Linked DNA regions of Mus musculus: region 2 is linked to region 1. Evidence: chromatin contacts called from public Hi-C data. All regions are on one chromosome and are shown on one strand. The core of a region is the stretch at or near the end of the contact, and the rest is flanking DNA. Distances in the headings are between cores, read along the strand shown.

What was found. Hi-C and Micro-C count contacts between places; a contact is called where the count stands out from the background.
Region 2: a contact with region 1 is called in a Hi-C map of uterus, with 7 times the contacts expected there. The contact joins two enhancer-like sites. A contact is called at or near these places in 6 of 39 promoter capture datasets (the 3T3-L1 cell line, the HPC-7 cell line, hippocampal neurons and 2 more) and 11 of 484 Hi-C or Micro-C datasets (the AML12 cell line, the HPC-7 cell line, bone marrow-derived macrophages and 5 more).

The regions. Positions count from the first base shown.
Region 1 is chr8:81,810,220-81,814,300 of GRCm38.p6, reverse strand. All of the region lies in intron 7 of Inpp4b (inositol polyphosphate-4-phosphatase, type II), which reads right to left. Among named protein-coding and RNA genes, the nearest start is that of Gm25267, 340 kb to the left of the region's middle. Within about 2 kb of position 2,125, at least 48 of the 459 cell types and tissues checked have an H3K27ac peak or open chromatin away from gene starts, as enhancers often do. A contact at or near this core is called in uterus, where this site is marked.
Region 2 is chr8:82,844,844-82,848,924 of GRCm38.p6, reverse strand. No RefSeq gene overlaps it. Among named protein-coding and RNA genes, the nearest start is that of Gm31545, 9.4 kb to the right of the region's middle. Within about 2 kb of position 2,299, at least 31 of the 459 cell types and tissues checked have an H3K27ac peak or open chromatin away from gene starts, as enhancers often do. A contact at or near this core is called in uterus, where this site is marked.

The sequences.
Region 1 (4,081 bases), core at 876-3,375:
GGGTGGTTAATAAAAATGGGAGTATCTCCCAGAAAACACAGAGAAGCAGGGTTCCAAGTCCTAGTTTGAGGTTCACTATCCTCTTTATATGTCACAATAATTTATCAGTACCTTTAGCGAAATGAAAGAGGAGACGACTGTGAGGTGTTATATTTTTTTTAAATCTCTTGTGTTCTAAGAGACTGACACTTTTTTCTAGACCTCACAGCCAGAGTTAATACTACACTATGAGTTCACTTACGATTTAAGACTGCTATCCCATTGGGTTCTCAGTTGTTTGTTTAACCTGCCATTAAGAGACCCTGGGAACCACCAGCCTTACCTGCCTGGATTCCTCTGTGTAATCAGCTCTACCACCTAAGCTAATGACTAATTTTAATTTTAAATTGTGTATTCATCTATGTCCCTGACCCAGAGAGCAATGCATATGGATATGTGTGAGTGTTATGGTAATAGTTTGCTGAAAACAGCAGACAGAGTGAAATTGACCTTATCCAACAAATATCTACCATAAATATTGGGGAAAGCATATGGAAGATGCTTGATAACACAATGTTTGCAGTAGTGAGTTCTTTGGGGTCAGTTGAAGTAAATAACTTAATCCCTTGTTTAAAAAGCAACTGTTAAAGATTTCTGTAAAGCATCATTCCTCTCCCATGTGGTAGTCTCTCTGCCGTCCAATAACCGGAGAACAAAGTTTTTGTTAAGAGACTCACTCAGAGCAAACACAGACAGGTTACAGAAAGGCCAGCTACAAACTACAGACAGATGGAAAGCATAGGGAGAAATGGAAAATTCGAACTTGGACTCACTCTTGGGCAAATGAACCCAGGAAGAAGTCTGAAATTTCATCCCTTAATTTGACATGGAGGGTACAGAGACCTGTGATTCTGAGAAGGTTAACAGGACATGAGAAACACCATAACTCCAAATGCTGTCCTTTAATTATGAAGCAACAGGCACAATTATGTGACTGTAAAAGACCATGGAAAGCAAAGATACTCTTAGGTCCATCTTGGGAATAATAGTCTTCCATCCTGAAGTCTTAGCTTATGATACAGCAGAGGGTTGAGACCCACCCTACCCCTGTTTCCCGAGGGGATACCAGAAAGTCTGTACATTCATCAATCATAAGTCAATTATTTTCTATTAATTGTTTTGACTGAAGGTGAAAATAACGTGGCAATATTCACCTACTTAAAGAACTCAAGGCATTAGCATACAGATGTGCCAAGATAAGGTTTGATCAAAAAAAAGGTATTTCTGAAATATTTTCCTTTACAGGATAAATCAGATTAGTAATCAATTAGGAGTTAAAATCAGGTTTGCATCCATCACCAGCAGAGAATGATGGAGGAGAAGCATGGAATCAGTAGATGGAAGGCCTTTTGAATATCTATCTCTTTCTTACTTTCCTTTGCAATACTGGGGTTAACCCAGAATGTTAGGCATAAGAGACACATTTTTTTTTCCCCAATGAGCCAGGGCCCTGTTCAAATAATTCACAAGTGTCAATCTAGAATATAAGAACTAACTTCATCTTTCTAAACAGGAGTTTGATGATGGGCTAATTCAAGCAGTAATACTTCCTGCCTGCAGACCAGAAGTGGCCTGACTCAGGACAGCTATGCCTAAAATATCTCTAGTAAGGAATCCACAAAAGAGCAGTTCCCTGTAAGGCCACAGCAGGTCACCAGAGTAAAGCCATATTGTCCCCTGAGCCCCCAGAGTTCTCTTCACTGCCTCCTCCCAGGCAAAGCTACTCTGTTGGTGCTCAAAGGGGCTAAAAAACATTCACAGCCTGGGGATGCTGCAAACTGAAGGGTTGCTGAAGAAGCTGGTATTTAGCTCTCAGCCTTGCCAGCATCAGGAGTGGAGCAGCTGTGAGTTTTCCAGGGTTTTTTATTTTATTTTTTCAATTTTTTTTTACAACTTCTTCCCTTCAGCAAGAAAGATTTGTTGTTTCCCTGCCAGACTCCTGCTACATTTGTCTGTTTATTAGCTTAGCTGCATACTCTGTCTAGTAGCCAAGATCGTCATGGCGATAGCCACTTGTTTACAATCTGTGTTTAAATAAATTAACTCCCAGTCAATTATCAGCTACATATCTTTATTTCAATAGAAACTCCGACATCACAGAAGACAGGCCTCTTAGTGGAGGTAATCCCAGACAACAAGAATGACCAGCACAGAAGATGAAAGGAACATTGCAGGACCATTTCCCAAATCAAAGGAAAAAGAAATCTATTGTAAAAAGGGATGTTATTTTCACAGTTTCCCTCCCTCCACCCTCCCTCCTTCCCTCCCTCCCTCCCTCCATCCACCTTCCCTCCTCTCTTTCTCTCTCCCTGTAAGCAAGGTTGCTAGGAATCCAGATCTACTTTTTCATAGCAATTTAGCACCACACGATCCTGCAGATCTTTAGCTGAGTCAAAGGACTATCATCAAACTACTTAGAAAGACAGCAAGATTTAGACTAGCAGTCACAGGGATTGGTTCTTATCTCTTACAGAGACAAAAGACCAGTTCTCTAAAACATGTGAAGCACAGGCTTCTTTATATCATTAATAGTTTCTGAAAATATTCAATAATTTCTTACAATGTCTTTGAAGAAAATGCATGGGAGTAAAAAGGAATATAGAAATCACTCTATCAATCTGGTATTATAAAATATTTTCCATAACTGTTACACCCTCATTAATGTATTTATCACTACTTTATAATAGCAAAATAAGCATATTACTCACAAGCCATTGAGCCTCAACCATGAGTAGACCTCATGTGATGTAAACACTGGTTAAGTACTATTGGGAACCTTTCTGACAACATTGAAGTCATTTAAGAATACCTATTCCACTGTTATTTTTTCAAGATTTAAGAGAGCTAGAATGTTAATGCTTACAAAATTATGGTTTTACTCTCAAGATTAAATTTGCATTTCTTGTTGCAAAGCATTTTACCAATCTTCTCAATCTAAGCTCCAAGTCCAGAATGGAAAGAAGGGCCTGAGACTCCCCAGATTATGTTTCCACTGTCACAACTGTTTCTTCTTTAGGCTTTCTTAATAGGGAACGTCTGTAAACACTGAAAGATGCTGTCTCTCTCTCTCACTGATCACCCTTCTGCCTGTCCTCCCTGCAGTGGCGCTGAGACCACCTGGCAGTATTTCCAGCGCTGCAGCACTATTCCAAACCTGCTAGGGCCACCCCTGGGCCAGCCTTTCCTGCTCCCTATGTGAAGTCTTTGCTCTCAGGCCTCAGCCAGGGTTACTGCCAACACTCATTGGATATCAGTTAAAGCCAACTCCACTGGTCATTTCCTTCCAAAGTCCAAGTGTTGGTAGTGTTTCCTGTTGTCTCCCTTCTGTTGCCTGGGACCTCAATGTCAATTTAAAGGGCTCATTTGACATTTTCTAGAGCCACAGGAGCTTCTGGCATAATAAATGATTCCTTTAAATACTGTATTCAGATAGGTAGTGTGGTTGCCTTCTCCCTGGGCAGGAGGACTGTGATAACTCTCCTAGAGAGTTAGAGTAGTTGCCACTGTCTTTACTTCACATACCTAACATTTGCTTAACCTTTTGGTAGAATGGAAGAAACCCTGGGACTTGAACTCAGAATTCAAGCTTCAATGCCAGTAATGTTCCTGCAGAAATTCTTTGCACCTATAAAATATGCAAAGTACTTTAAAAACTACCCTGACAGTCAAACCTTTAAAAAGAATATGGGAGATACCCTGGGAAACATGGATATTTAGAGCAGATCTTCTGTATTATGCAAACTCTAAGTTAATTTTCATATCAAGACTCTCTAGTTGCAATCACTCCTGACAATAGGTTGAGATGTATACCCATTAGAGCAGCAATGCCTCACAGAAAGGGATCTTGTTGAAACAGGTCCTAACCAAAATGTGTGCTTCTTGTTGCCTTTAAAACTCAAAAAGCATAAACATGGTAAAATGTCTTCTCTCCCATCCCTGCTTTGCCAGGCACTCCTATGCATGAACAGAGAGCATGGAAGTGACCAGTAAGAATGGAGACAGACATGGAAGTATCCAGTAAGAACGGAAGCATACAACCTTA
Region 2 (4,081 bases), core at 1,050-3,549, 1.0 Mb before region 1:
CATTTTAATGGGAAACCTTGTCTAACTGATAAAACAGGGTATTTTTAGAAAGCTACAGGTCTGCCCTCCTCCTTTGTCCCTGTCATCTCCCTGTTGCCTTCTGGAGATACAAAAACTGTGGATTTTAACACCTGTGATAAATGTTGGCATACATTCCATTTATCCAGTTTTAACAATGGCCTTTCTGTGGTCTGGTAAGTGATGTGCAAGTCCAGTGTGAATCCATTAGAACTACACGCACGTTTGCGCTGGTTAATGTTATTGTGGAAGCACACTGCTGCACAGGATCCTTCAGTGGGAGGAGCAGTTCCACACTGATGCTCATTTAAAGACTCACGTTTATTGCTCTGGGGTGTATTTAATAGCCACAGGGTAGATACACTGTCCAGTTGTATCCAAAATAAATAAATAAATAAATAAATAAATGAAAAAAGAAACACTAGTCTTGTTTTTCAAAAGCATTAATATCTTAGTTGCATTTAGTTACAGAGTGTTGAGAGAAATGATTCTACTGTCTTGAAAAGGCATTGAGAGAAATGATTTTACTGTCTTGAAAAGGCAAACCTAGAGTACCTGATTATTTTGACACATAACAGCCAAGAAAGCACCATTCACTTTGTTACACATTTTCTTGTTTCATCGTATCGTTTCTTTGCATGAAAACAAGTGAAACTAATTTACAGGGGCACTGTCCTCTCTCTCACAGCCATGGATAATAGACACTCGGTGGATTATATAACGAGCTCCTCCCCAGACTTCTGTTAATCTTTTTCACCATGTTTAGGACTTTATTCTTATCCTGTCCCAGAAGCTGTTTGACATATCCTTACTACTTGTAGCTGGTGTAAATCCGGGGCAGTTCATTCTGTGTTTTGGTGAGTAAATTTCCCTTATGCTTTAAACCTATATAACATTTTTGATAAGACAAATGTACATTAGCCTATGCAAACAGCTAAAGAGGGCCATTCTGAGGAGCCCAAAGGCTGTTTATCCCCAGGAAACATTTACCTCTTAGTTGTATGCCTGGTTTACACCATGCACAATTATGTTCTTTTCCTGACTCAGGCTGGGAAAGGTTTTAAAGTCTTTCTGTGTGTCTGTGTGTGTTGGGTGAAGGGGGGTATGCAGTCATTGCAGAAGTTTAGCACTTTATGGAGATATTGGTGGAGAGATATTACTATAGTATTATGAGCTGAGTTGTAACCCCTCCACCCACCATTATATACTGAAGTCCTCACTGGTATCTCAGAATGTGAGTATAGCAGATTGCATCATTAAGAGGTAGTTAAAATTAAAATGAGGGCGTCAGGTATGCCCTTAAGTATGAACAACATCTCCATTATAAAAGAAGCTTGGACATAGTCATGTGAAGACCCTGAGCAGCTGCGATTCACAAGCTCAGATGAGCAGCCTCAGAAGGAATGAAGCCAGCACACATCTAGATTGTGCACTTGTGAGAAAGCAAAGCCCTGTTGTTTAAGGCAGACAAGATGGCTGTACTTGACATAGCCCTTGTAGGCTAAAATCAAGCAATAATAGCTAACGAGGAAGAGGGCAGTGGGGGCAGGTGGCTCTAGAATAGTTCAGGGGAAGGAAGGCTCTTCAGCATCTATTTCTCCACTTGTGAGATGCCATAGAGACAATGTGTTATTTGCCTTTTAATCCTAATTTGTACATGGTAAATGATCAGGCACAGTTAATTAATGCAGTGGTGATTAATGGGGAAGGTGTGCTCCAGGTTCAAACTGACTGTGTGATGTGTGGGGGAAAGAGGAGAGTCTGTTGTTAGGGAGACACAAACATCAGACCTTGGCTTTAGTTTCTCTGTGCCTCGATTTCTCTTGCGGGACAGATCATCATTGTACCTGCCATGTTGTTTGCTATGAGTCTGAAAGGTTCTAGCTCTACCCCACACTGTGGGCCTGTGAGTCATTTCAACAATGTGGAAGGCATATGTGAACCCTTTCACATCTCTGCTTAACAGCTGACAAAAAGATGAAAGACTGTGTCTGGCTGATAATGCTATTGGTTCTTTGGCCAAATTCCAACTTACGTTATTGTCACATAAGTGGCCAGACACTCCTACTCTGGGCAGAAGATGTGGCTTTTATAAATCTGAAAAGGAACTCCCAAGAAGTCTGAAATAAAAACAGAGATCATTCTGTTCTGTACCTTGCCTGTGTAGCATCGTATTATGTATTAGCACAGATGTTAAGATAAACAATTCCCATTGTTTACTGACTAATGACAGCATTCAGGCTAATGTGGCTGAGAAGAGTCAGGGAACTTGGTTCACATAGAGATGGGGAGCACAAATGCCCAGCTGCTGTCCTGGTCTGTATTTGGAGACAGAGCAGGCCCTCCTATACCATGTCTAAAAATTGAGCAAGTTTGCTTAAAATTCAGGCCACAGACTGGAACTCAAAGGGGTCACAAACCAACAGCTGGATTTCACATAGTTTGTCATGACCAGGTGAGTTTTCAGTAAGTTATAAAGGGTGGAAGCATGGACAGAAGCAAAGGTGATCAAAAGAGTGCAGCCAGCATTCGTCAACACTGTAAGCTCCAAATGATCATTTAATTCAGCCAGTAAAGATTAAGGGCAGGCTGAGAGTGTGGGCCTGCCACTAAGGTAATTGCTGAGTCATATCAGCCTTCACCAGACTCAGACATTTAACCAAAGACTTCCCTTTTGTAAGATCTATCTGCTCTCTAAGTTCCTGCTAGTCTAGAACAGCGTGCATTATATTTAAATTTTTCTGTAGACAACTAAAAGAAAGATTGGGAAAATGTAAATCAAAACAACCTTAAGATTCCATCTTACACCCATCAGAGTGGCTAAGATAAAAAAAAAACAAAAAAAACCAAAAAACTCATGTAAGTGACAGCACATGTTGGCAAGGATGTGGAGCAAGGGGAACACTCCACCATTGCTAGTGGCTGACAAAACTTGTACTAACACTTTAGAAATCAATTTGGCATTTTCTCAGAAAACTGGGAATAGTTCTACCTCAAGACCCAGCTATACCACTCCTGGACATATAAGCCAAAAGGTGACTCAACATCCCACAAAGATACTTATTCAACTATGTTCACAGCAGCTTTATTCATAATAGTCAGAAATTGAAAACAACCTAGATGTCCCTCCACTGGAGAATGGATAAAGTAAATGTGGTACATTTACACAATGAAATACAATTCAGCTATTAAAAACCAAAACATTGTGAATTTTTCAGAAAAAGGGATTGAACTTGAGAATATCATCCTAAGTGAGGTAACCCAGTCCCAAAAAGACCTGTATGGTATGTACTCGCTTAGAAGTGGTTATTAGCCATAAAATACAGGTACCATGTACATTCCACAGACCCAAAGAAGCTAAACAAGAAGAAAGACTCAACTCAAAAGTCCAAGCATTCCCAAGCATGGAAGTCTCAGACTGTGGCAGCACCTTGTGTTGATGGTAAAGATACAGCAGCAACTGGCAAGATTCTGGGTAAGACTATATTCAAAAGCAATGGACTTAGCCTCTCAGACAGGAAGAAGTGCAGGGTAGGCAGTCCTAAGGTTGGCTGAGTCCACAATGCTACTGTTGAGGAGTCAATGCTTAGGTCCTTCTCTTGTCTGCCCACATCCTGATACCAACAGACCTGGGATGCTCTCAACCTTGATCTGTGAAACCAATCACTGGAGAGATGCAGAACTGACTGAAATGCCAAGAACAAGAGGCTGAGTGCTCAGCTCTAACTGGGGCATCTGCATTGCCTGTCCCTGCCATGAGCACCATCACCAAGGCTCAGGGAACATTGCAGAAGAGGAGGAGAGGATGGAAGAGCCAGAGGATGGGAGAGTGCTGAGAGATGCTGCCTTCTGGACAGGATGTGGCTGTCGTAGTCATGAAATCCCAGCAGCTGTTGTTACCAGTGCAAGACCTACTGAAGGCAAAAGCAACCAGAGGAGAGTTACAGCATAGAATTCAGATTAGTCAATGGCACCACTTGCTATGGAGCTATGACAATGGCTGGAGAAGGGAGGATCATTCTTTATTGAGTATGTGACCCCTGGTAGAATCCCTATGCTCCAG